4 separate regions of the Mus musculus genome follow, and regions 1, 3 and 4 are each linked to region 2. A link is a contact called in public Hi-C and HiChIP or PLAC-seq data. All regions are on one chromosome and are shown on one strand. The core of a region is the stretch at or near the end of the contact, and the rest is flanking DNA. Distances in the headings are between cores, read along the strand shown. Region 1 overlaps AI463229 (a long non-coding RNA gene). Region 2 has its middle 5.6 kb from the start of Gm4035. Region 3 has its middle 14 kb from the start of Gm47754. Region 4 has its middle 24 kb from the start of AI463229.

What was found. HiChIP or PLAC-seq counts read pairs in DNA pulled down with a chosen protein or histone mark. A called contact is a pair of places that touch in the nucleus more often than the background predicts.
Region 1: a contact with region 2 is called in a Hi-C map of pre-B cells, with 2.9 times the contacts expected there. The contact joins two enhancer-like sites. A contact is called at or near these places in 6 of 484 Hi-C or Micro-C datasets (the G1E-ER4 cell line, Th1 cells, extraembryonic ectoderm and 3 more), 6 of 115 datasets of contacts at active chromatin or transcription factors (the HPC-7 cell line, bone marrow-derived macrophages, effector CD8 T cells and 3 more) and 1 of 9 other capture datasets (embryonic stem cells).
Region 3: a Hi-C map of the HPC-7 cell line shows a contact between it and region 2, with 4 times the contacts expected there. The contact joins two enhancer-like sites. A contact is called at or near these places in 8 of 484 Hi-C or Micro-C datasets (ECoMG myeloid progenitors, the HPC-7 cell line, bone marrow-derived dendritic cells and 5 more) and 5 of 115 datasets of contacts at active chromatin or transcription factors (bone marrow-derived macrophages, double positive thymocytes, embryonic stem cells and 2 more).
Region 4: a contact with region 2 is called in a CTCF HiChIP or PLAC-seq map of large pre-B cells, with 4 times the contacts expected there. The contact joins two enhancer-like sites. A contact is called at or near these places in 1 of 15 datasets of contacts at CTCF or cohesin (large pre-B cells), 2 of 484 Hi-C or Micro-C datasets (bone marrow-derived macrophages and nephron progenitors), 7 of 115 datasets of contacts at active chromatin or transcription factors (cardiomyocytes, embryonic stem cells, large pre-B cells and 1 more) and 1 of 9 other capture datasets (embryonic stem cells).

What each region holds. Positions count from the first base shown.
Region 1 is chr13:37,657,452-37,660,151 of GRCm38.p6, forward strand. It overlaps AI463229 (a long non-coding RNA gene), which reads right to left. Exons shown (of 3, transcript XR_382206.3): 2 at 1,243-1,319; 3 at 1-710. Among named protein-coding and RNA genes, the nearest start is that of AI463229, 8.9 kb to the right of the region's middle. Within about 2 kb of position 1,295, at least 141 of the 459 cell types and tissues checked have an H3K27ac peak or open chromatin away from gene starts, as enhancers often do. A contact at or near this core is called in the HPC-7 cell line, Th1 cells, bone marrow-derived macrophages and 1 more, where this site is marked.
Region 2 is chr13:37,439,416-37,442,115 of GRCm38.p6, forward strand. No RefSeq gene overlaps it. Among named protein-coding and RNA genes, the nearest start is that of Gm4035, 5.6 kb to the left of the region's middle. Within about 2 kb of position 1,451, at least 104 of the 459 cell types and tissues checked have an H3K27ac peak or open chromatin away from gene starts, as enhancers often do. A contact at or near this core is called in the HPC-7 cell line, Th1 cells, bone marrow-derived macrophages and 2 more, where this site is marked.
Region 3 is chr13:37,593,973-37,596,672 of GRCm38.p6, forward strand. No RefSeq gene overlaps it. Among named protein-coding and RNA genes, the nearest start is that of Gm47754, 14 kb to the left of the region's middle. Within about 2 kb of position 1,364, at least 51 of the 459 cell types and tissues checked have an H3K27ac peak or open chromatin away from gene starts, as enhancers often do. A contact at or near this core is called in the HPC-7 cell line, bone marrow-derived macrophages and granulocyte-monocyte progenitors, where this site is marked.
Region 4 is chr13:37,690,863-37,693,562 of GRCm38.p6, forward strand. No RefSeq gene overlaps it. Among named protein-coding and RNA genes, the nearest start is that of AI463229, 24 kb to the left of the region's middle. Within about 2 kb of position 1,374, at least 38 of the 459 cell types and tissues checked have an H3K27ac peak or open chromatin away from gene starts, as enhancers often do.

The sequences.
Region 1 (2,700 bases), core at 45-2,544, 220 kb after region 2:
CTGCTGCTTAGCCGGCCGGCCGCCGCTTCTGCAGACTGCTCTTGGCTCACTTTCAGAACACTTGAGAAACGGTAACTGGTTGCGCAGAACTTGTTCCAAGCAATAGCCAGAGTGACTTTTGGTCTGTTGCTTCCTGGCACTGATGGCGCGTTAACTCCTCTTCTGCCTGAGCCATGAAACCCACAAAGTAAAGAAATCGCTCTTTGTCATTTAGATACACAGTTTCACTTTTTCTTCCTCCCTTTCTTTCTCTCTCTCTCTCTTTCTTTCTTTCTTTCTTTCTTTCTTTCTTTCTCTTTCTTTCTTTCTCTTTCTTTCTTTCTTTCTTTCTTTCTCTCCTTTCTTTCTTTCTTCCTTCCTTCCTTCCTTCCTTTCTTTTCTCTTTTCTTTTTTTTTTTTTTGACAAGAAAGTACTTTATTAAGTCTCTTGGCTTTATCCAGCATTTTGTAACTGAGTTAAGTTTCTTTCCTAGACTCATTCAGGTGAGTCTTAGTTCTGTCCATAGAAAGTGCATTTCTTCATCTTCACGTTCACACATCCTTTTTATACCAGCTTGACCCATCCAAAAATAGACCATAGCCATCAAGCCAGCTTTAAGCCAATCCCAGCAAATAGTTTTGATGCACCATTTCCAGGAAGACAGTGGCTCTCTCTTTTGTTCTGTGTGCTTGAAGGTCGAGTTTCCCGGGCCACTTTCTGCTTTCTGTTACTTGAATAGGGACAAAGCTTCATAAGGCAGAAATGACAGAGTAGAGCAGCTGCCCAGAAGCCACAGCTGAAAGAGGAAGTGCAACCTATCCCCACATGGGACATGCATGTCTCAGTGTGTGTGTGAGTGTGTGTGTGCCTGAGTGTGTTTGTGTGTCTGAGTGTATCTGAATGTGTGTGTCTGAGTGTGTGTGTGTCTGAGTGTGTGCCTGAGAATGTATGCATGAGCATGTGTGTGTGTGAGTGTGTGTCTGAGTGTATGTGAGTGAGTGTGTGCATGTGTCTGAGTGTGTATGTGCCTAAGTATGTGTGCATGAGCATGTGTGTGTGTGTGTATAAGTGTGTATCTAAGTGTGTATGTGCCTAAGTATGTGTGCATGAGCGTGTGTGTTTGTCTATCCATCCATGTACTGACACACCTGCAGACATGTAGAGAAAAGAGAGGGAAAATCAAACTCTTGCAGAAAGGGGACCAGAATAGGCCAGAGAGAAAAGAGAGAGCAAAGCTTGCTGAGACAGATGCTCCATCTTACCACGTGGTCAGAGACTAGAAGGTTCTACATGCTCTTTGCTCCATAAGCACTCACCAGTTCCTCTCGGAGGCTGTGGCCTGCGGGGGTGGGGAGGGGGAGGATGAGACACACACAGTCTACAGCCCCATCCTGCTCCCTCCTTTGTGTTCCTGCTGTCCCACCTCTACAGCTCCGTAGCAAGATGTGTCACCTGGCTAGGATTTGAGCCAGGCTTCGTGAGTACCTTCTGACCCCCTGGCCTAGGATCCTTGTGGCCAGGGAACAACATGTGTCCTTGTGTTGGGAATAGTGTAAGAACAAAAATTTAAAACTAGTGAAAATGAAGCGGTTTTACTACACCATTCTGCAGAAAGGGACATCACCATGGGGCGGGGCAAAGATGGTCAACATGCTGATCGGCATAGGCTGTGATTTTTTTTTTAAGGTCTCCTCCCCTGCCCCCAGTACAGCCCATAACAGGAAATTCCTATCCTCTCTTTTTAGGCTAGGACTTCCCCCTGTCCCAAATGCTCCCATCTCGTTGGTTTGTAAGACATAACGTTATCCAACAAATACGTTGGGACTTGAGACTGGCCCCCTTCTCTGGGCTCAGGCAGTGAGACTACCTGTAAGTTTCCATCTCTCAGGGCTCTAGGACAAGTAAACATGAGCTAGGGAGAGAGGGATCTACTGCCTCCACCTCATCTGTAACACTAATGAACTCTAAAAACACCTCATTTTGAAAGAGGACCATAATAATCTATTTCTCACATTTGGCTCATCATCAGATGCCACACCCCAGCAAAATACCTGGCACCCAGCAGCAGAAACATTAAACGTTCTCTTGTGGGTAAGCAAGGCTCCAGAAACTAGCCCTGGCTTTACTCTCCTTAGATGACTTGGTATTGGTGCCTGGAAGGCCTGCTGCCGTGGTGGGAAGCTGTATTGTGCAGAATCTACTTTTATCTCCAGTGAGATAAAAGCATCAAGAGCTGTGGGACCTGGGGGGATTGGGGAAAGGTGCCTGGCAATGGTGGCGCACGTCTTTAGTCCCAGCACTCAGAGGCGGAGGTAAGCAGATCTCTGTGAGTTCGAGGCCAATTTGGTCTACAGAGCAAGTTCCAGAACAGAACAGCCAGGGCTACACAAAGAAACCTGTCTGGGGAAAACAAACAAACAAACAAACATAAGAGGAGGAGGAGGAGGGGGAGGAGGAGGAGGAGGAGGAGGAGGAGGAGGAAGAGGAGGAGGAGGAGGAGGAGGAGGAAGAGGAGAAAGAAGAGGTGGAGGATGGAAGAGGAGAAGTAGGAAGAGGAGGAGGAGGAAGAGGAGGAGGAAGAGGAGAAAGAAGAGGTGGAGGATGGAAGAGGAGAAGTAGGAAGAGGAGGAGGAGGAAGAGGAAGAGGAGGAAGAGGAAGAGGAGGAGGAGGAAGGTGATGAACAGCACTTGGGTTGTTTACCTAGCTGTGTTCAAGAAGC
Region 2 (2,700 bases), core at 201-2,700:
CACGATGCCTATACAAAGAGGAAATGTAGGTAAACAAATGGGGCGGGACAGACCTAAGCCCCCTTTCTATTCACAATCTAACGCTGTTGAATCACTTTGAGATCATGTGATTCGTGTCTCTTTCCAGACACTGTTGTTCTGTCTACCAGCCAGTGAGAACTTCCTGGAGATTTTTAAGGTGGGTGTTGTCTTGGGTTAATGTGATCCACAGGAGTGATCCCAGAACTCTGAAGCCACAAGCGGGATTATAAGTTCAAAGATGGAGAGCTACACGTCAGTCTTCAGGATTTCCTTACAAACAAACCCGTGGCACCAGTTCTTGGAGCTTTACCGTTCCCAGAGGACCAACAGCATCTACAGCTATGCAACATAGAATCCCAGGCCGGCAGCAGTGTGGAGTCCTCAAGCTGTGAAGGAATTCCTCCTGCCATCAATAAACTGATGCATCAATGAAACATTCAACAGTTGCTTCTCTCTTGCCTGCTTTGTTACAGCCGAGTACACTGACAGTTACCCAAAGACAAACTCTAGGAAGCAAACAAAACCTGTCTCCCGTAACAAAAAAAGGTGGGGAAACCCAGGGACAAACCCATGATTTGAGATTACCATGCCCAGGACTCTCCAGGATAGCTCTTGCTCACCGGCAGCTGTGTAGGAAGCTAACGAAACAGCCAGGGTTCAGAAGCCCAGCGAGGCTTCTCTCCACAGAGGTGGAAACCGCACAGGCTAGGGTGGGGCTGTCTAGAGACACTCAGCTTACCTTACCTTGCTAAACTCCTCTCATGGCTCATCTGTAAAGGATGGGTGGGTGTAAAGCGTGCCTCTCAGGACTGTCAGAAGGGGTAAGCGAAGCACGTAAATGCCACTGATACATGCCAAGGGCATTGTGGTCCAGCCATCTTCCCCACACTCAAAGTGCAGTGCCAAGCATCGGCCTGGAGGCCGAAAGTAAAATAGAACCTTGCTGAGAGGCAGAAGCCTGTAGCTGAGCTCGCCTTTGTCAGGTGCCCAGAACTTCACAGGTGGGCACTAATTGTCTTGAGAGTTCTTCTTTCTCCCCCCCCCCCCCAGTATGCAGAGAAAACCGCAGCTTAACATTGGGGGCAGGTTGAGCATTGTTCTCCTCACTATCTTTTGCATTTGACCAAGAACAGTGGTGTTTTGAAGAACAATATTTGGACAAGACTCAGCCCTGTCCTATGCTGTCACTGCAGGAGATGCAGGCTCTTCGTGGGCAGAGACAAGTCCAGTCATGGGAAGACAGAAGGCAGGGGCACAAGCCACCCCACCCCAGTGCAGCTTGCCCTCAGATTTCCTCTCCCCTCCCTTTCTTAGACACACCAGCTGCAGCTTTCTCCTCCTGTCTTGTGAAATGTCCCAGTCCACTACAAGGCTCGTGCAAATGCAAACCTCGGCCTTCCAGGAACCTAGCAAACTGTCTGCCCTGGAGTCACATCCAGTAAAAAGGCGGGGCCAGGCCAAAGCCACAGCCACAGAGAGTGGGAAGCCCAAAGCGTAACCCCAAACTCAGCAAGACTTTCTCTTATGGCTTTGGCAGATCAACCAGTCATTTTGCCTTGGTTTCCCATCCCAGCAATGAGAGCTACAGGCTCGCTCGCTTCCTTTACAAGTGTGTTGTAGAAGAATGTGGGAGAAAGGCCGTTTTGCATGTACTGACGGATGGAATGTAGAGGGAGTGCAAAATACCATTAGGGCATAATTGTGGGCAAACTCCCAGCCCCACCCTTTAGCAAACCATATTCCTCAGAGACTGGTGTTTTGCCACTTCTCTGCACTGTTAAAACAGTTTAAAAATATAGTGGGCCATTCTCTCCTCCTCCCCCCACCCCCAACCCGGTGCTATTTTTAGTCCACGTTGGTTTATTTCTCCACTGTGGCAGCAGCATCCTTTCCCTTTGGGCATCTGTATCTTTTTTTGGTGCCCCCCACAATATCCCATTACATCTTTCTACTATTTAGAGAGCCCAAAGATTCAGGACTCAGGCCTGCCTGGTCTGCCTGAGCTAGAATTTACCCCAAAGCAGACAGAGACTCAACTCAGGAAGGGGGTACAGGGAGCAGGAGTGACAGAAGCGGAGGCATGAATGTCTTGTCACATAGCCACTGAGGAAAGTCTGGAGACATCTGGGAATTTATAGCAACCACTCGCTATGTACCAGTAGCATCACCAGCCTGCGGGGTGAGGAAAGGGGCTTTCATCCCTTGGCTGCTGTCCCCAGACCCTTTTGGTTCCTTGTTCCAGCATGAACACATGGGGCCTCTCAGGCTTTTCTCCTGGGGTAACAAAGGCTGCAGGACTCCGGTGGTAAAGACAGCTCAGTCGACTGCACGCCCAACCTGTGACTGAGATAAGACTCAAATCTTAGACAATAAGAGATAGACACTAGAGTTTGGATCTTAAAAGTCTCCCCGGAGTCTGGTGTGTTAAGGGTTTTTGTTTGTAACTTGAGTCCTTTTTGCAAGGTTGTAAAGATTTTAAAGCTTTTGAAAGGTAGGTAGAGTAAAAGTTAGGTTTAGAGAATGTGCTCTCGATAGGTGGGGTACTGGGACCACTAGCTGAGTCCTCTCTGCCGCTGGTCATACCCTCCTCCTCCTCTCCCTCCTCCTCCTCCTCCTCCTCCTCTCCCTCCTCCTCCTCCTTCTCTCCTTCCTCTCCCTCCTCCTCCCCTTCCCCCTCCT
Region 3 (2,700 bases), core at 114-2,613, 150 kb after region 2:
CTTCTCTTTCCGCCACCACCTTGCCCCTCTTTCTCCCAATAAACCTCATGTAGAACTGTTTGGCCTGGTGTCATCCTTCTGAAGCCGCGAGGCATTCAAGATCATAACAGCAACAGTCTTACTACCTTCATTTATCTAAAGTCTCTGCGCTTTAGTATAAAATCTTTCCCGAAACAAATGAACAAAAAAACCTCTATCATGTCTCCTCTTCTCCCACACAATAACCCAACACTCTCCGTGCTGCTCTGCCCAAGATAAGTGGCAACTGCATTAACGATTGGCCCAGCGAGACATGACTGCTGGCGGAGTTGTGGCACACACACCACTGGAGTAAACAACTACTTCCTGGTTGGATTTGAGTCCCACTCCACAAGATGAAGCCCTTACCTGACACCATTATTAGGCCAAGAATGGTGCTTAGACGGGTCATAGGCCCTAAGGGAGAACTACTGCAATCATGCTGCTAAGTGGGCACAGTACTAAATTGAATCCCATTGACTTATCCCATAGATCAACCCTCATCTGAGAAACTTCTATTTGCAATAGATGATAATTAATACAATGACTCACACCTAACTAGAGTGCACAGAATATGAAAGTGCAGAATGTTTAGTTGTAAAGGAAATATATGAGTGTGTGTGTGTGTGTGTGTGTGTGTGTGTGTGTGTACGTGTGTGTTAAGAACCTTCTGGACACAGCAGACAGCTGCACAAATGCACTCACAGTGCTGGTTGTGACTGTACACACAAAACCCATGCAAGCCCAAGCCAGACCAAATCCTAGTACAGAGATGGGAACTGGGCATCCAACCCACCCCAAGCCACGAAGCCACTGGTAATTGTTATCCACTGGGAGGAGGAGAGATGGTTGTCTCTAAGAGCATAGATCTTGGTAAGTCAGCCACACCCCAGTGGAAGATCATATTTCAAGAATATCTCGGGCAGCACAAATTGGTCCTTATGGCTTGTCCTTTTTTTTTAAGGACACAAAACTGAGTAGATAGCAAAGGACGGTGGGACAGGGGAATGACTATGATCAAAACACATTGTTATGAAACTCAAAAATCTCAAAGCACTAATAAAAATTTAATTAAAAAGTAGTGGCTAATTTGCCTAAATTTTCATCATCATTATTATTGAAGTATAATAAACAAGATCCACAATAAAGCAGGGCTTGGGGGTTGCACTGTGGTGTCAGAACTGAGAGAAACGGGGCTGAGAACTCTCCCTGTGAAATGTTATAAACAACAAAAGAAGTAGGGTGAGTTACCTTTGGATGACCACAGTTACAGCAGAGGCAGAGCAGCAGTTTGACTTAACACCCTTACCAGAGGGAAGCCCCGGGGAGGATCCTAACTCAAGCTCTTCTGGGAAGAAAGTCCCTGAAAGAATGTCACACAGAGTTAAAGCTTGACCCGCAGTTTCCGTCCCAACTGCTGACTTCCTCAGTTTTAGAGTCTCCTTGTGGCAGATGTCACAGCGGATCACAAAGACTGTTGAATGTGCTTAAATAATTTGCTGTCTAGCAAAACGAACCACGGGGGACGGAGCTGTTTCCCTGTAGGAGGTACCCTCTCTCAGAGCTTAGGGATCCTTCCAACCTGTGCACCGTATCCTGGTCACTAAGTGCCTTACCCTTGCATAGGGAGCAAAGACTCTCTCACTTTGGGCTCCTGGAAAGGTTAGGCTGTCCTTTGAGTTCCAGTTCAGCCTGTGCAGAGACATAGCGGCCTTTGGGGCCCATGGACAGCTTTTCTAAGCATCCTTTCTAAACTTCCATGAGCTCCTGACCCTTAGGATCTTAGGGGCCATAGTTTTCAGAAAATGAAATCTGGATTAAAATACATTCATTTGCACTTGGTTTCTCAGACCTTAGAGACCAGTCTCAGGACATTGCACTTTACAGAAGGTTTTTCTCTTTTTCTCTGCTCGTCCTTTAAGTGGCAGAAGGGAGTTAAGACAGGATCTTTCTTCTCTAGAGATATCTGACCTACAACCCTACAGCCTCCCTCTTCAGTTCCCATGCAGATGGGTCCCAGTTAAACTTCTGCTTTTAGAGGCTGGCATGGTGGGGACAATTTGCAGCCAGGACCTGGAGGGCTGAGGTGGGAAGATTATGAGGTTTTGGCCAACTCGGGCTACATAGCGAGATCTTGGCCATAAAATAAAATAAAATAAAATAAAATAAAATAAAATAGGCACCTGCTGAGACAAAAGAAATTCTAGCATTTCCAAAAAAACAACCAAACTACAAGAAAAACAATCAAACAATAACATCAACCACAAAAACCCAAAAATCTATAAACTGAGAAACCATTTAAAATGTCCTCAGCTAGAGTAGCCGTGTTCACATTGAATATGTAAAAAGTTGGTGTATTTTAATTTTCCACAAGAAGCTGATGGGACTGTATGCCCATATTCAGTTTAGCCCAATGGAAAGCCAACACAGCCAGCCTTCACACCTGAAAGGAATTGTTTCTATGAACTAACTCTTATGGCCACGTTTTACAGTATAAAACGAAGTGGTATTTGCATATAAGATATATACAGCCTCCTCTAAACTTCAAATCATCCCAATATGCCTTTTGATAGTGAACGTGATGTAAAGACAATTGCTGCCCTGTTGTGTTGAGGGAATAAAGACACACACAAAAAGTCTGGGTGTGTTCCGAACAGACAACTTTGTTTCCCTGCATCTTTT
Region 4 (2,700 bases), core at 124-2,623, 250 kb after region 2:
GTCCTTCAGGTGTGTTACAGAGGTGCTACAGCAGGTGTTACAGAGAGTTGTGATCTGCCATTTGGGTGATGGGAATTGAAGCTGGGTCCTCTGGAGGAGCAGCTAGTACTCTCAACTACTAAGCCATCTCTCCCAATACTCAAGTTTTTCAGAGGTGTATAAAAGGTGGAGAGAACTGTGTACCAGATAGAGAGAGAAGGCTGCAATCCTTTTATACCCATGATTCCAAACAGCAGCACAACTGAGAAGTGAGGCTTGGGACTGTTGCCCTGTAGGGAGGGGAGGCAATAAAAGCCTCCCCTGGGCTGTAGGGTAGATGGTCTGAGCAAGCGACCCAGAATGGTGTCGCTGCACCCTCTCGCCACTGCTCTAACCCACATGTTATACCCATGATACCTCCCTTCCCTTCCTAGAGAATCCTACCAGGAGCCCTCCACACACTTGGCTAATCATGTACTAGTAAGGGGCTCATCAATGCTCCTTAAGAAAGAGAGACTGAGAGATCAAAATTCATCCCATCCATTCCATTATTAATTTGTTTGATTTAAACTGAAGACAAATTTGAGACTCACACAAAGAAACAACCCTTTAATAGAGACTGTCGCCTGAGGAAGAACTCTCTGAGGGGACGTTCTATGTCGGGGAGACCTCTGAGGGAGAGGAGATCTCTGAGGGGGAAGAGATGGCTCAGGGGAGGAGATCTCTAAGGGGGAGATATCTGAGGAAGGAGGAGATCTCTGACAGGGGAGGAAATCTCTGAGGAGTGAGGAGATCTCTAAGGGCGACCTCTAGAGATCTCTGAGGGAGGAGATCACTGAGGGAGAAGACCTGAGGAAGGTATATCTCTGAGGAGGGAGGATATCTCTGAGGAGGGAGGATATCTCTGAGGGGGAACTTCTTGAGGAGAGATCTCTGAGGGAGGAGATTATGGACAGGAAAGATCTTAGCAAAGGAGAGCTCTAACAGGGTGGAGTGGGGGTGGGGGGTGAGGGTAATGGGTCTGAGGGCTCCCAAGACCCAGAATGAACTTTTCAGGATGAAGCAGACAGGACCACCCCCACCAAACTGAGTGTGTTGGCTCCCCACAAAACTGAACTGCCAGGCAGGTCCCCACAAAACCTACCCTTGGGTAGAATGGTTCCTTGGCCTCCTGGGCATCATGAACAAGATGTGAGTAAAGACATTTTTTTTTTTTTTGATGTGATTCAGAGAAGGAGCTTTCTTGAGGTACTGGGTGGTTTATTTCCATTTTCTAAATGACTTCTTGGCTAAGCAGCTGCTCCGGGCTTTGAAAGCTCAATCTGAAACACAGGGAAGGAAATGACAGGGGCTGATGGGGTGGGCAGGTGTCAGCTCAAGGGAACATGTGCAGAGCATTATGAAGCCACAGAGGAGCTGGCAGGAGCCCCCACTGCAGAGTCATGGGCCACGGCCTTCTGCACAGCCTCCAAGAAGAAACCACCTGTTTGTTGGCCAGAAAGACCAACTGCTCAATGCGCCTAGATGGAGTCGCAAATACTGTCGTGATTTAAAAACACAATTGAAAACACAAAGCAAAGTTGATTTCTGCACACACTTATTGCCAGCAACATGGTCCCAGACACACTTGGCTGTTTGTACATCTTATCTCTAGGACAAAAAAAAAAAAAAAGAGGATCCTAAAATGCTGTTCTGCAAAGAAAGAAGAGTATGAACTCTCAGTGTTTATGGTGACAAAGAACACGTACGTGAGAAGGGAAGACGGAAAGTAGGGATCTGAGAGGATACACACACATCTGTGTTCATGGCAACATCATACACAAGAGGCAGCCAGTAGGTGGAAGCTACTCACATCCATTCTGACAGATGGAGGGGTTCAAAGCACATGCAATGAAGCACTATTTTATTTTGGAAAAAGGCATATCCAATGTGTGCTCAACTCTCGATGATGCTGACTGAATGAAGCAAGCCAGTCCCCAAAAGACCACGACTGTGTCACTTATGTGGGGTACCGACCAAGAGTAGTCAGATCCATACAGACAGAAAGCAGAGTGAGGTGGCCAGGGCATGGGGGAAGGGGAGAGAGAAACTAGTGTTGATTGGAGTGAGTTTCAGTTTGACAATGACAAACTTCTGAAAGGACGTGGTGGTGGTCAACAACCTAAGTGTCCCTGATTCTACAACACCTCAGAATGGCTATGATGGTCAATTCACCTTATACAATAAAAAAAAAAAAAAAAAAAAAAAAAAGTCATCAGTCAAGACCGCATTTTGAAGGTTTGTTTTATGTGTGCATGCGTGCGTGCGTGCGTGCGTGCGTGCGTGTGTGTGTGTGTGTGTGTGTGTGTGTGCACATGCACCATGTGATGCTAAGTTCACAGAGAGGCCAGAAGCAGGCATCTCATCCCCCTAGAGTTGAAATGACAGGAAGTTATGAACCTCCATACGGGTGCTGGTTACTGCACCCATGTTGTTTCCCTAAGCCTCACCGCAGTCGCCATGTCTTGGAATGTCACTGCATGTAAGGAAAGCCAAGCACGAGGGAACACCATTGATAAGCCGGTTCAGGCTTGCCTCACACGCCAAACTTCTCAGCGGTAAAACAAACAGAAGCAAGCACGCTCAATTCTTCAACTAGTTCCCTCCCGAACTTTAGTATCCAGAAGTTCAATTTCCTTCTCTATCAACTTAGGTTCATATCACTTCAGCCTGTGGTCAAAG